Regions from separate parts of the Neogale vison genome. Here region 1 is linked to region 2. Evidence: chromatin contacts called from public Hi-C data. All regions are on one chromosome and are shown on one strand. The core of a region is the stretch at or near the end of the contact, and the rest is flanking DNA. Distances in the headings are between cores, read along the strand shown.

What was found. A called contact is a pair of places that touch in the nucleus more often than the background predicts.
Region 1: a Hi-C map of muscle shows a contact between it and region 2, with 15 times the contacts expected there. The contact joins two enhancer-like sites. A contact is called at or near these places in 2 of 3 Hi-C or Micro-C datasets (fibroblasts and muscle).

Annotation. Positions count from the first base shown.
Region 1 is chr11:72,245,172-72,251,609 of ASM_NN_V1, reverse strand. All of the region lies in intron 2 of MAML3 (mastermind-like protein 3), which reads right to left. Among named protein-coding and RNA genes, the nearest start is that of MGST2, 50 kb to the left of the region's middle. Within about 2 kb of position 4,004, the one cell type or tissue checked has open chromatin away from gene starts, as enhancers often do. A contact at or near this core is called in fibroblasts, where this site is marked.
Region 2 is chr11:71,773,841-71,780,794 of ASM_NN_V1, reverse strand. No RefSeq gene overlaps it. Among named protein-coding and RNA genes, the nearest start is that of SCOC, 77 kb to the right of the region's middle. Within about 2 kb of position 3,799, the one cell type or tissue checked has open chromatin away from gene starts, as enhancers often do. A contact at or near this core is called in fibroblasts, where this site is marked.

The DNA.
Region 1 (6,438 bases), core at 2,755-5,254, 470 kb before region 2:
CCTCCAAAGGAAAGGGATGAAGACCTCAGACTGGGCTCACCTTGAGTTTGGAATGAGATAGCCTGACCTTACCTCTTTTTTTTTTTTTTTTAAGATTTTATTTATTTGACAGACAAAGATCATAAGAAGGCAGAGCAGTAGGCAGAGAGAGAGAGAGGGGTAAGCAGGTTCCCTGCTGAGCAGAGACCAATGCGGGACTTGATCCCAGGACCCTGAGATCATGACCCGGGCCCAAGGCAGAGGCTTAATGCACTGAGCCACCCAGGCGCCCCCTGACCTTACCTCCTAACCTTCACTGCCCACCTGGCTTAAATGGACTTCTTTTAAGTTAGCAGGAAAGACATTTACAGAAGAATTCTGGAATTTATTAATCAAAAGATCTACTATTCGATGGAATTCTAATTAATTGCAACACTAGAAAGCTTTGCTATATGTAAAAAAAAAAATCCTGCTAGTGGGAGTTGTTGATGGTGAGAACTGGGAATGTGTTACACTGAACAAAGCTACGCAATCTCCCGACATCTTTCAAAATAGAACCAAGCCTCCTATGTCTGGGACAATTTAAAATGTGGGGGTTGATTTGGGTCTTTTGATTCTACAATTGTCTCAGTCAAACGATGGCAACTTGTAAGGATTGGTATTTAAGGAGTAGGAAGTTAAGTGGTAGAAAACTACCCACAGAATCTAGTGACTACTTAGAAGATGTGTTCAGAGGGGAAGCCCATAACAGCCAGACAGTGTAGACCAGGGAAAAATAGCTGATGGGCAGAGTTGGTAGGTGACCATAAGATTCGGCTTCTAGATAGTTGCTTTCTTGTTCATCTACCAAGTGCACCTGGTAATGGCATGTATGGTCAGACTACTCTGCAGAAATGTTCCTTTTAACTCATTCAAGTTTCAAGTAATCAATCTCAACACAGAGGATCTGATGTCTGAGATGAACACAAATTAAACGGGCACACACGTAAGGACATACCCAGTCACAGGGTGCGGGATCACCATGAGGCCAAAATAGTAAGAAATGAATACGAATAACTCTACGGTTATTTACATATTTTTGTCTCCAAACTGGGTTTTAATATTTTTTCCTACTTCTGTTTTGCTCTTTGGTACAGATATAGTCAATCAGGCTGGCACTGTCCTCTCAAAACATACAGTTGAGTTTGATCTCTGACTCTCCTACAGACCCAGTCCTGGACTGGATTCCCCACAGCCTGGGCTGGTGGACCTTCCTTCTGTGGTGTGGTGCTCAGCCACTCGTGCTTCTCTTTCCAGTAGCGAGATACATTAACCACATTTTCAGCTGCTCTACCTCTCACCCTCCACTGACACAAACGACAAGCAAAACAAAAAACCATTACTCCTCTCAGCCTGGGAACAAGAGGCCAAGTAGTTCTGGGGAGTTAGTGCGGTAGCCCAGGTCACACTTAGCCAAAGGAAGAATCGGAAAGAACAGAATCAGAACACTGACCTGGGGGGCGCCTGGGTGGCTCAGTGGGTTAAGCCACTGCCTTCGGCTCAGGTCACGATCTCAGGGTCCTAGGATCAAGTCCCACATCGGGCTCTGTGCTCAGCAGGGGGCCTGCTTCCCTTCCTCTCTCTGCCTGTCTCTCTGCCTACTTGTGATCTCTCTCTCTCTGTCAAATAAATAAATAAATAATCTTTTAAAAAAAAAAAAAAAAAAAAAAAAAGAACACTGACCTGGGGTCTAAATTTAGTATTCCTTCCACTAGCACAGGCCCTTCCCAGACTGCAGGTCACTGGTGCCAAGTGTATGCCCAAGAACTGCTTGCAGACTAAATATACAGTATGTCCCCCATAAGTGTACTGTGTTCTATTTTTCAAATGTAAGTGTTGTTGCAAAACCCTTTTTGTCTTTGTATATTTTCTCGGTAGTCAATTATTAGGTAGACAGCTGTGAAATATTTATGTGAAAAAGAACTTACACTGAAAAATGCCAAGAACCTTTAGGCTACCACAGTTTCCTTTAGGCCTGACCCCTGCAGGCCATCAAGATATTTCAGTCTCCCCCTTTCCCCCCCAGTATTTGCTTCCTGTTTCCAAGTCCTTTCTTCCAATGGGATAAAGCTGCTGCTTGCCACCTTTAGAAACAAATGGCTGATTGACTTAACACTTTAACAAATGAATTCACACTCAAGTAGAAACAGTTAATCAATCAGCAAAAATACAGAATACAGGGTTTTGTTTGTTCCCCCTACCACCCCGTGTGTATTTCAGTATATTTGATATTTCCAAATTTTGATAAGGAGGAGAAAGCTAGAAAAAAATGTGACCCAAGGGAAGATAAAGTTTGCTTCAGCTAGTTTTAGGACAGGGCTGGTCTGGGCTGGCCCTGTTAATCTTTGGGCACTCTGAGATATTCTCTTCCTGGGTGAGCAGGCCTGGGTAGCCGGGGCACATGCTCAGAACTGTTAAGTAGCCACGAGTTGCTTTCCTAGCCTTTTCTCCACCCTGGAAGTAAGGGAGAGGCAAATGAAATGGTGATGTAGATACACCCAGCCACTTTTGGCCCCTGTCTTCCTGGGGGAAAATACTTCAAAAGCACAGTGGGGACAAAAAAAAAAAAAAAAAAAAAAAAAAAAGAGAGAGAGAGAGAAAAGAAAAGAAAACTCCCCAAAGAGATAGTTAGGTTATTACTTCCCAGGATTATGCATTTCTCCAAATGATTCCCTCCCAAAGGCTTTGCCTTGGGGTTTCTTGCAGAAGACCTACAAACCTAGGGACGGGAGGGCCATGTGCATTTTCAAGGCTTGCCTTCCCTATGAAACATCAAACATGGGTGAATCTAGGTCTTTCTCAACAAGCTCTAATGCATTCAGCAGCGGGTGAGTGACACCTAGAGCCCCAGCCTCAAGTGTGTATTCCAAAGTGTGAGGCTTGCCTTACAAATGGAGCTGGCTGAGGCCATTAACTGTTTCATATTACATGGCAGCTTTTAACCTCCAGTCTGAGAGGGCTTAATGAGCAATAGTCTGTCGAATTTCAGGATTTCAGGCCACCGCTCTTGTTTCTAAGGAGGACACACACTGCGTGTGCAATTAGAGAAAACCAGGCTGAGCTTTCGTCAGAGAAATGTAATGCCTTGAAGCCAAATGATGCAGTATTTTTAGTTTTAATTACCGGCTCGTTCTCCACCCCGCCCCCTGCCCAGCGACCTCCCTTGCCTTGCCAGTAGCTTCCCCTTAGAAATGCAATTGGCCAACGTAGACCCTCATTACTCCCCAAACCTTCGCACTCTTCAGTAAGAGAAAGGGAGGGGGAACAAACCAGAAGCAATGAACCCATTTTACCTAGCTGCTTCTCCAGGGAAAAGATCTTAGCGATTTTTCCAAGGGCTGGAGAGAGGTAGGAGGTGTAAAAAACGCCCTGCCTCCTCCGAAGAGGCAGTTTTCTACTTCAAAAAAACAAAAAAAAACCACCCCAGCTGTGGTAAAAATATCTCCCCAGAGCAGCCAGCTGTTTATTTATAAATCTGTGCGTGGCGAAGCTTCATTTCTCTTAAGTGTTTTCAAGAACAAGCGTAGTGTTTGGGTGAGAGGGGCCGGGGTGGCTGGCGGCCAACCCAAAGAGCGCCGGCTCCAGGGCAGGGGGCTCACGAAAGGCTGCCCGTAGAGACGGGGGCCGCGGGGCCGGGACTTGGGGGCCTCGAGGACCTCGAGGACGGCCCCGGCTTCAGCCTTTTCCAGGCGGTCCTCGTCGGAGGAACAAGGAGCAGCTGCTGTTCTCCGCCTGCCCCAGCAGATGGTGGTGTCAGCCCGGCGCTCCGCCTGGCAGGCCCAGCTCCGCCCGCGCGGCGCTCTCCTCCCCCCGGCCCCCCGCCCCCCAGATGGCTTAATCAGGACTCCTGTTCCTTCCCCCCACTCCCCGCGCCGCCCCCCGGCCCCCGCCCCGCGCGTCTGGGCGGACGCGGCGAACGTGGAGCCAGGCAGTCAAGTGTTACTGCGTACAGCAGGTAGCCTGGCAACTGAGAGCATAATACCGAGCAGATGGTGTTCGCACGGCGTGATGGACATCACACACGACAGCCTGAGACAATCCAGGAATTCCCTGGTGACTCGAGGCCCTCTTTACACAAAATGAGTTCTCTCTCCATTGCCGTGTATCTCTGGGGTTATCTCCCCCCTCTCTCCGACCGACACCGAACTGGTTTCTTATTACCGACTTTCCTTGCAGCCCGAGGGGAGGGAGCTTTCAGGGCGGGGTGGGGGAGGCCGGAGAAGGAAACGGAAGGGCTGGGAGCTGGAGGAGATGGGGGTGGGGGTGGGGGTGCGGTGGCGCCCGGAGAGGGGAGGGCAAGTGGCGTACACCAGCCCCCGGGGCTGACCGTCCGAGAGGGGCAGAGTTCCCCGCAGCCCAGGCTGCACAAAGCCCGCGCGGGAGGGCGGCGCTCTGGGCGGCCCTGGCTCAGAGTCTTTGCAATCACATGGCCTACGAACAGCCTAAATGAAATTTAGGATTTTACTTAAAAAGTCCCCTGGGGCGTAATTTAGCCTCTTGACTCGATCTTATATGCTTACAAGTCCTTAGGGGGCTCTAAGAAGTCAGGAGTGGGGCGGCAGGCCCGAAGATACCTCTCAGCGCAGGCGTCTCTAACAAAGAAACCGACGAGGCGGTCCCGGGGCGCGGGCGAGTCGCACGGGGGCCGCGGAGGCCCTTGGCCGGCGTGCGCTGCTGCTGAGCGGATGAGCCGGGCGCGCTCCGCGGGCGCATTGCCCGGGTTCCCCGCACACTGTGCGTGCCGGGGCCAGGAAGGAAATGGGTGCGGAGGGCAGGCGAGGAGACAGGAGGGTTGTTCATGTAGGAAAAAGTAAAAATAATAAAACGGATGTCCCAAAAAAACAAATCTATGCTTTTCACACACTGAACTGGATCAAGGAATTAAAAAAAAAAAAAAAAACACCAATCTCCAGCCCAAACGGAATTCAGCCTAGTTCTATATATCAAGAGGCTCCTATGTCCAACCCGTCACCAGTATCTAGAGGCTTTTTCCTGCAAAGACACCATTCAAGTTTTAAGTTTCAGAAGAAGGAAGTCTTTTCAAAGGTGGAAGCTAACGTTTCACGCAGAACATCACACTTGGTGGGAAAGAGTTCAGCAGTTCTGTGTCAGAGGGCAGCGTAGGATGAATCCGACACCCACTGCAGCCTGATGGACGCGTCTGGCTGTGATTCCCAGAGGCTCAGGGTGGTGAACGGGCATTCTGAGGCTGTGGGAAGTCATCTGACCTCTCGGTTTCAGGCCCCACCTCCTCAAATTAAGATCATATTCATAAAACTCCTCCCTTGACCAGTGGAAACTTTGGAGGTGAGATACAGAAAGAAAATGGTTAAGAAGATGCTCACACCTCTCCCACTTCCAGTTTGGGCTAAATAATGGGCTAAATTCAATCAGAGGTTCTGAAAGTGGAGTTCCAAGATCTACGGCATTAGCATTACAGAGGAGCCTGTTAGAAATACAAATTCTCAGGCCTACCCCGAGCCTACTGAATCAGAACCTCTGGAAGTGCTTTAACATGCCCTCCAGGTATGTTTACGATGCCCCACAGTTTGAGGATCAGGGCGCAAATAGTACTCCTGGGGCATCTGAGCTCTCTGGGCCCTGATTTAGATTGCAAAAGCAGTCTTGCACTTTCAAAAGCAAGTCAGACTTTGTTTAGGTTTTTACTGCAAATTCTTCAGCATTTGGAACAAAACTCTTAAACTTTCAGAGGGCTGCTCATGCAATGCAAAGGATGTAATGCAATGCAAAGAATAAGGAATTCTGGAAGGACCCCATAGTCACGATTCTTCCGGAAGGCCAGTCCTCCTGCAAGTCTGCTGTGGGGACTGAGCAGCAGCCAAGATTGAGGAAGGGGTGAGGCCACTGAAGGAAGCACAGACATCACTGGACTTTCCATCTCCTGGTGTGATACAAGACAGAACTATGGAGAGCTTTGAGGAGAGTTCCCTCTGTTGGGAAATGTTCTTCAAACACAGAGACCAGAAGCAATAATGGAAGAAGACCAGTGACACTTAGAGGGCACCTACTGGATGCCTTCACTTGCATAATTAAACACATTTGGTTGATTAAAAAAACCCAAGTCTTTGAAAGGTTAAGGAAATTGTCTGATGACCCACAGCTGGTGGTGGTGTCTTTGGGATTCTCACTTTTCCATTGACTATAACATACATCTGGTCTAAATTGAGCAGACCACCCAAGAGCGCTGTGGAGTAAAGAGAAGTGGGAAGGGGGTAGGGGGTAGAGAGGAATGGGCATAGAATAAAAAGGTAGAATCTCTACAGGGATCAAAGGGCGAGGCTGAAAGAGCATAAAAATATGCATCATTTTTTATATGTTGCTTGATACCCAAAATTAGGATGCCTTTGTGGTATCAACTTTGACATTTAAAGAAAGGGCATAAGATTAGACCATTCAACC
Region 2 (6,954 bases), core at 2,550-5,049:
AGGCTAATTGTTAGCTGTTGCTGGGTTCACCTTTGCCGAATGGCTGTGGAAATTCCAGTGAACTTCCATTATCTTCTGCAAGACAATCTAACCTAATTTCAACTGTCAAATGGAAAATTTTTAATTTACTTAAGAGATAGTACACGATAGGCAGTTTATATACACTATCTCCATTAGTTTTCACAGAAACCATGCGAAGTAAGAATCAGACCACCGTTTTTATCAAGTAGCAGACTGAAGCTCAGGGACCTTAAATAACCTGCCCAATTTCCCAGCTAGCAAATGAGGGATCTAGGATTCCAACCTGGGTGTGTCTGACTGGGGAAACCCACGTAATGCGTTCTAGCAGAACTCTCCTAAGGAGGAGGGCCTATAAAACCAGTGAGAATGCATATCGGGGAAGAGGAGGAAAAGAACCTAACAGCCACAGCCCAACCTCAGGGGCAGGAGGAGGGCCTGGGGCTGAAGGCAGCAGGGAGACCCATGTCATCTTCTGTTAGAGGTGGCCAGTCTGAAGACGTTCCCTTGGATCTCCTCCTCCAACCCTTCTCAGGTCTCGGCAACAATGATTCCAGATCTGTCTCAAGGGCAGCAAACTGTGCATCTTCCTCCCTCTCTAAGGAGAGTCAGGTTGTTAATAATCATAGTTACTGTAGCCAGGCCTCCTGCTAAGTTAAGTACCACTTTTAAAAAATCCTCACAACATTCCTATGAGGTAAGTATTACTGCCGCATTTTATAGCTAGGGAGATGGAAGCTCAGGGAGTTTAGGAACAGCCCCAAGGTCACAAAGCCCCAGGTGTTAATGCTCACGTTTCAACCCAGGCCTCTGACTTTAGGGCCATCAGGAATCTTAACACCATGTTCTACTAGACAGAGGTTGGGGGTCGTACGACCGCGTGGCCCGCTCAGCGTCGCGCGAACTGACAGCGCCAGCCCCCGACGCAGGAGGGGCAGGGTCTGGTGGCTCTTCTCGGAAGGAGGACTGCTGATGGCGCCAACCGGGGCCAGGCACCCACAGGGGACCCTGCTGCTCCGGGGCTCGGCCAGACCCTGTTGGTGGGGACGTGGCCCTGCCGGCAGGTCCTGCCCCCAGTCGGAGGGCAGCCCCGCGCCCGGCTGCACAGCGTTTGGGGTGGGCTGGGGCTCCGAAGCCCGAGACGGCTGAGCGGGGGAAGGACGCGTCCAGGCGCTGGCGAGCCGAGGCACCGCGGCTCGTGGGACTCCGCACCCAGATCACCATTTTCCTCCCAGTGGCCGGTTCTCTCCTTTGGAGGCAGCCACCGCCGCGGAGGGAGGCTGGGGGAGGGAAGTGAAGGGGCGCCCCGCTCCCGGGCAGCGAGACCCCGGAGCCTTTGTGTATTTGGAACCCGATTCCCCACCTCCCTTCCCCGCCTCCCATTCCCGCTTTCTTTCCCCCTAACCCAAGTCCCAGTAGAGTATCCAGCAATTAGCACGTGAGGAGGGGGTGGAAGACGGCGGGCGGGCGGGGGTGGGGGCGGCGGGACCCCCTGCTCCCGTCTCCCCACCAAGCCGGGATCAGCCCCTCGTTCCCGCCTGCGCTGCCTTCGTGCGCCACCTACCGGCTGCTGGGGGCCACTGCGAGCCCACCAGAGCTGTTCCTAGGCAGATCTTGATCTCCGTGGACAATAGACAATGGGATTTTTTTTTTGAACAATGATTTATTTTGGGGGGTGGGGATAAGGAGGAAGGAGGGAGGGAGGAAGCAGCAGTGTGTTTGTCATCGCTTTAGAAAAAAATCTCTGTTCTATCATTGTTTCTGCATATCCATTATATTGAGGACAAAAGAATCCCGTTCTGGAACAACAAAGCCAAGGGAAATGTTTTCTGTGGCTGACATTTAATTGTGTGCACAAGGTGCTACATTATCATGCGGCGAGATTGTAGAAAGGAATAGGGCACAGCTTCAGTTCAAACCCCTGACTTTTCTGCTTTAAGATGTGGGCTTTCTTACCCGAGTCTCATTTTATATAGCCTCATAGATCTCATGCATGGTATACACCGCACGCAATTCTGTGTTTCTGTATGGTTTTCCAACCCATCACAAGGCTTTCTTGTGGGTGATTTTCACACCACCTCCCAAGTCTGTTCTTTTACAGCTAAGAGGGATAATCACACTTTGCCTCACAACCTCTTCACACGGTCCTTACCAAGACAATCCTAATTTTTAGGAGCTATTAGGAAGCTTGGGGAACACTTAGTCCCACCTCTGGTTTTACAGATGAACGACAGAGAGATGCCTTGACCAAAGTCACGCAAGTAATTCGAGATGGAGGCAGGATCAGACCCCTTGTGTCCTGAACTCTGGTTTCTATTATGATCTACTGTTTGATGTCCTGATGCCCAACACTCCCTGACTTGCTCACCCTCATGGCCTCTTTTCCTGGAGTGGGGTGGGGGGCAAGCCTCCACACAGTGAGCTGTGCTCCACAAAGATGGGTGATAAGTTGGGGTGGTTGTGGGGGGATGGATAGAAGTCCCCCCTGTTTACCCCTTTCTCTCTGTCTGATGAAGAAGGGGGGCAATGTGGATATCCTTTTCATTTGTTTATTTCATTATTTTGCTGTGAGTTAATATGTAAAACCTATGGTAATCATCCAAAAGTCTCCAGAAAATGCTTTTCCTGGGTTTCATGAAGGTCTTGAGCCCCCAACCCTGACTCGAGGCTAAGCTGGTTACTGGGAACACAAGAAAGGTTTTCCATCTTTGAAAACTGCTCAGGTCTCTTGGCAAGAGTGGTTTGCCCTTGGGAGCCTGAATAATACAGATTTCCTTCTAAGGTTCACGAAAAATCCTTGGGGAGTTGCAGACAGCTGATCATGCTGTAGAACAGAGGCATTTTTCTTCTGGCACCTTCTAAAACATGCTACAACAGACGGCGCTCCCCTTTAAACCCTTAACTGTGTCACGCTGAGAGAAGAATCGAGTCTTAGATGAGAAGCTCAGTAAACATCTTTGCACATCCAAAATAAGGCAGCCCGTCATAGAAGTCTGCTTATTTTAAAGGTTGTTCAGTCTGTTTAAAGCAAATAGACCAATCTCACAGTCTGCAGTCAAGGAGACAACAAGCAGAGGAAGTTTCAAAACAAAAGGCCAGAACATTCCCTAACTCTCTTTAAGCTGTCTTCTGAAAGCACAGAGAAAAAGAAAACACACTTGGCTTGCAAGCAGTTCCTCAACCTTTCTGCTGGGTTCTGGCACTTTAAGAACTTGGGTTTGTACAGGGGCCACGGGAAATGTTAACAGGGAGCTTAGATCTCTAAATCCCCTCGTTTTCATTTGTTTGTTCCTTTTTTCCCTCTCTGGCAGCAGCAATTCATCCTGTCTCTACAAAAAGCCCCACGGTTTAATGATATTTTAATATGACAACCACACACTTACAAACACCTTGCCTCGAGGATTTTGTGAGAATCAAATGTGATCAAATGAGATGATGTAGGTGGAAGAACTTTTAAAAGTCTAAGGTACCCTTCAGATGTGAAGTGTTATTCCCATATATCCCAGGTTCTCCAAGTATGGAACTCGTTCATTGGAGCAGCAGCCTAACTGTTCCGCCAAGTTGTGATTCGGCCCATTTTTCAGAACTTACAGTTACATGGTGGGGGGAGGGGGCAGGGGAAGCTTCATGTAAATTTTAGAATGTCCAAATCTCATTTTAAAGAACACCCTCCCAGCATGTTGGAGTCTGGGGCGTGCTGGAACACTGGTGACTCATTGCTTCCCCATGTCCTTATTTGGTAGCATGCAAATAAAAATGATCATTTTCAGATTTAGATTTTCTCAGAGTATGGTGTGAGCAGCTATTTTTGCTTTTGCTCCAGTCACCATTCTGTGTAGTAGAAAGTGCATTTAGAGTTGTAAAACCTGTTTTTCCATTTGCAGCCTACATTTAAATATGGAAGACAGCATCTCAAGTACTCCCGATTACCTACAGCAGTCACCACGCTTCCCTCCGGGACCTCGTGCACGCAGCCCTCCTTTCCACCCACGTAAGGCCTTCACGTTGCTGCTTGACAGGACGATTTCCATATCACCTACCTATGGAGCACCTCTCTGGAGGACACCTCAAGCGATTGGCGGGTGTTTGGTAACTCACCCTCTTAATATCTCTGTTGGAGAGAGAGGGATTGATTGAAATGACGCCCACTTTGTGGAAGGGGAAACCCAAAGCAGTGAGCGGGTTTCTGTGTTGCAGACCCATGCAGTTCACAGCCCTATGCTGAAGAAACACATGATGGAAGCCACTCAAGATGAGTAAAGCTTGGAGCCCCAATTTCCCTACTAGTTGTTGTCCTATCTTCCTAAACCAAGCCTGCTATTAAGTTTCTCCAGAGGTCAACGTCTAAATTTACTTTCTGCTCTTGAAGATAGCCAAGAGACCCATTACCTAATTTAACCGCAGGCTCCACCCAGCCCCCATCATGGACCTGACTCAGCAGCCCAGGTCACGACTAGCTTCTTACGAGCAGGCCTTCAGATGTTAGTGTCGATGATGCCCTTCGAGGATAACCCGTCCAGGCTGGCCAGCTGCAAGGCTGATTTCAAGCTGGTTTCAGTTAAACCACATTCCGGTATCTATTTCCTTTCTCTTCTAAAAGGAAACCTTCCGTGGCTACTTGGGGCAAGGTTGGCGGCCCTAACTTCTTGGAAGTTTCTGTTTACGGGCTTTGTGAGGCAAGGAGATGAACATCAGCTTGTTCTCCTCGTGCCTCCTTCACTGCCCTGGGCACTGTCTCATGTTCCAGATCTGGGTGAGGACCAGAATCTGACACCAAATCTGGACGAAACACGGGTCAGGGTATTGCCACCAAAATTGTTTAATTGCAGGTGTTTAGAGGTGGGACTGAAAGAGGGTGCTGGCAGGTGTTGTACCTTAGGCAGCTTGAGTGTACTCTCCATGCCTAAAGCCACCTGCCTTACACAGCCGGGCCCGCCTGGGGCTTGGCCTCTGGGGACTCCATCTCAGAGGAGGAGCTGGGCATGTGGCTGTTGACTCTACTGCCTTCCCCTCCAGCTCTACCATCTGTACTGGGGACTTCTGTCCTTGTAAATTCTTGCAATATAGGAAATGCCCAGTGGAAATGCAAAAATAATCATGTCATCTTTCACACATTTATGGTATTTGGGCAATGTTTCTAATAGCCGCTAAGGGACAAGAGTTTATCTTTCTATCTTACATCTCATAAATCTTTTCTTTTTCTTCTATCACTAGCGTAAATTGTGCTTAGTCCAATAACAAGGTTAAAATTATAGTGCTTTTCATCATTACAGAGATGCTCTTGCTTCTGATGGGGACAACGGCTACATCGAAAGCTTAGCAAATTTATTTTTTCCCTTCGCCTGCACCGGGATGTCATCTGGAAGACAAGATTTTCACGTAGCTGTGCATGGGCTTTGTTCAAGGCCTCTGTGAGTGAACACACTTACGGGAGAGGCCTGTAACCTGCAGGAGAGTCGGTTATGTGCCTCTGTTCTTCCCCTGAGTGTCTTTTTCAGACCAAAAAAACCCAAAAAACAAACAAAATGGGAGAGAGGCCCCTGAGGTATCTGGCAGTGTTGAGGAGAGCAGGCTATAAATATAAACAAGCTATTTAACCTCTCTGAGCTTGTCTCCTCATTTGGGGATAATAACAGTGCCTCTTAAGTTTATTATGAGGATTTAAAGCAACAGAATGTGTAAAGAGCTTAGTACAGTGCCTGGCACATAATACTAAGTATTTGTCAGCATCATCATCATGACCATTTCTACCCTCCTGCTGTCACGTGACAGCTTTCTGCTCTGCAGGACCCTATAGTTGCCAGAAGCATCCGCGTGCCGTTGCCATTTTGTACCTCTGGCTGTGCTGTCATGAGTCCCCACTTCGCCTTCCGGTTCCCCAGGCAGGGAACATTCCCCGGCAGAATTGCTGATGAGCTCGTGGAAACCTGAGTCTCAGGCAGCAACGAAGTCCTCATACAGTCAACCTCACCTTTCCACTAGTGACGGCTCCTTCTCCCCCTGTAGCTGGTGACGAGGCTCTCCCTGTCAGGCTGCCACGCCCACCACACAGCAGGGGTCTGTTGCAGGTGGGAGAGGCTCTTCCCACCCTCCGCCAAGCACTTTGGCCCTGCAGATGCTTCTCTTCTGCCCACATAGCTCCGGGAGACCCAGACCCAGGTGTGCAAATCACCCCCATGTTCGGGCTGTGATAAGATGGTTATTAACAAGTTTCACTCCAGCTTTTCCTCATGTCTGAGTGGAGGTTTCATCTTGTCCCCTTTTCTGGATATGTCCTCATCGATGACTTTCCGCAGTTTTCTGTGGTTCTGCCCAAGGCCAGCGTCTGCTGCCAGCTGTCTGGGAGACACTTCCCTCCCATGCCTAGTTTTTGACTGAGGGTTACGTGAAGATGTTTTCTGCATCTCCCCGAAGAAGGCAATCCATCTAATCAGGTTGTCACCCCCAACGGAGGCACTAGCTCTTCTCTCCGGAATACAAGGCCAAGACCATGCCGACCTCTCTCGTCTGAGCTCTTTACTCCAAGTTCCTTATTTTCAAACTTGGTCAGACATTCATTAATTGTAGAAGCGGAAGAGCCCTTTCGACGATGTCTGAGTTGGAGCACGGCTCTCTGTCTCTCCTGAGTTGCAGGGTCTGCTTTCTCTTCTCTTTCTGAGTAATTCCGTGAGCCTCAAGAATAGCGTGTCTTTTCCTCTCTGAGGAAGCAGGCCCCAGGTGGAAACTATAGTTCAGGTTTGGTTTTTGGAAATGATAGATCATATGGACTGACCATTTCTTCCTAATCATAATCTTCCTAGCTAGCTAGCTATTGTCTAGTTGTCTCTCTGTCGTCTATTTATAGTTTTTTGTTAGTAACTTCTTGACATCTGACCCAGAGTACTTGCACAGAAGGGGAGATGTGCCAAGATACAACTGACCATGAATACAACGGCC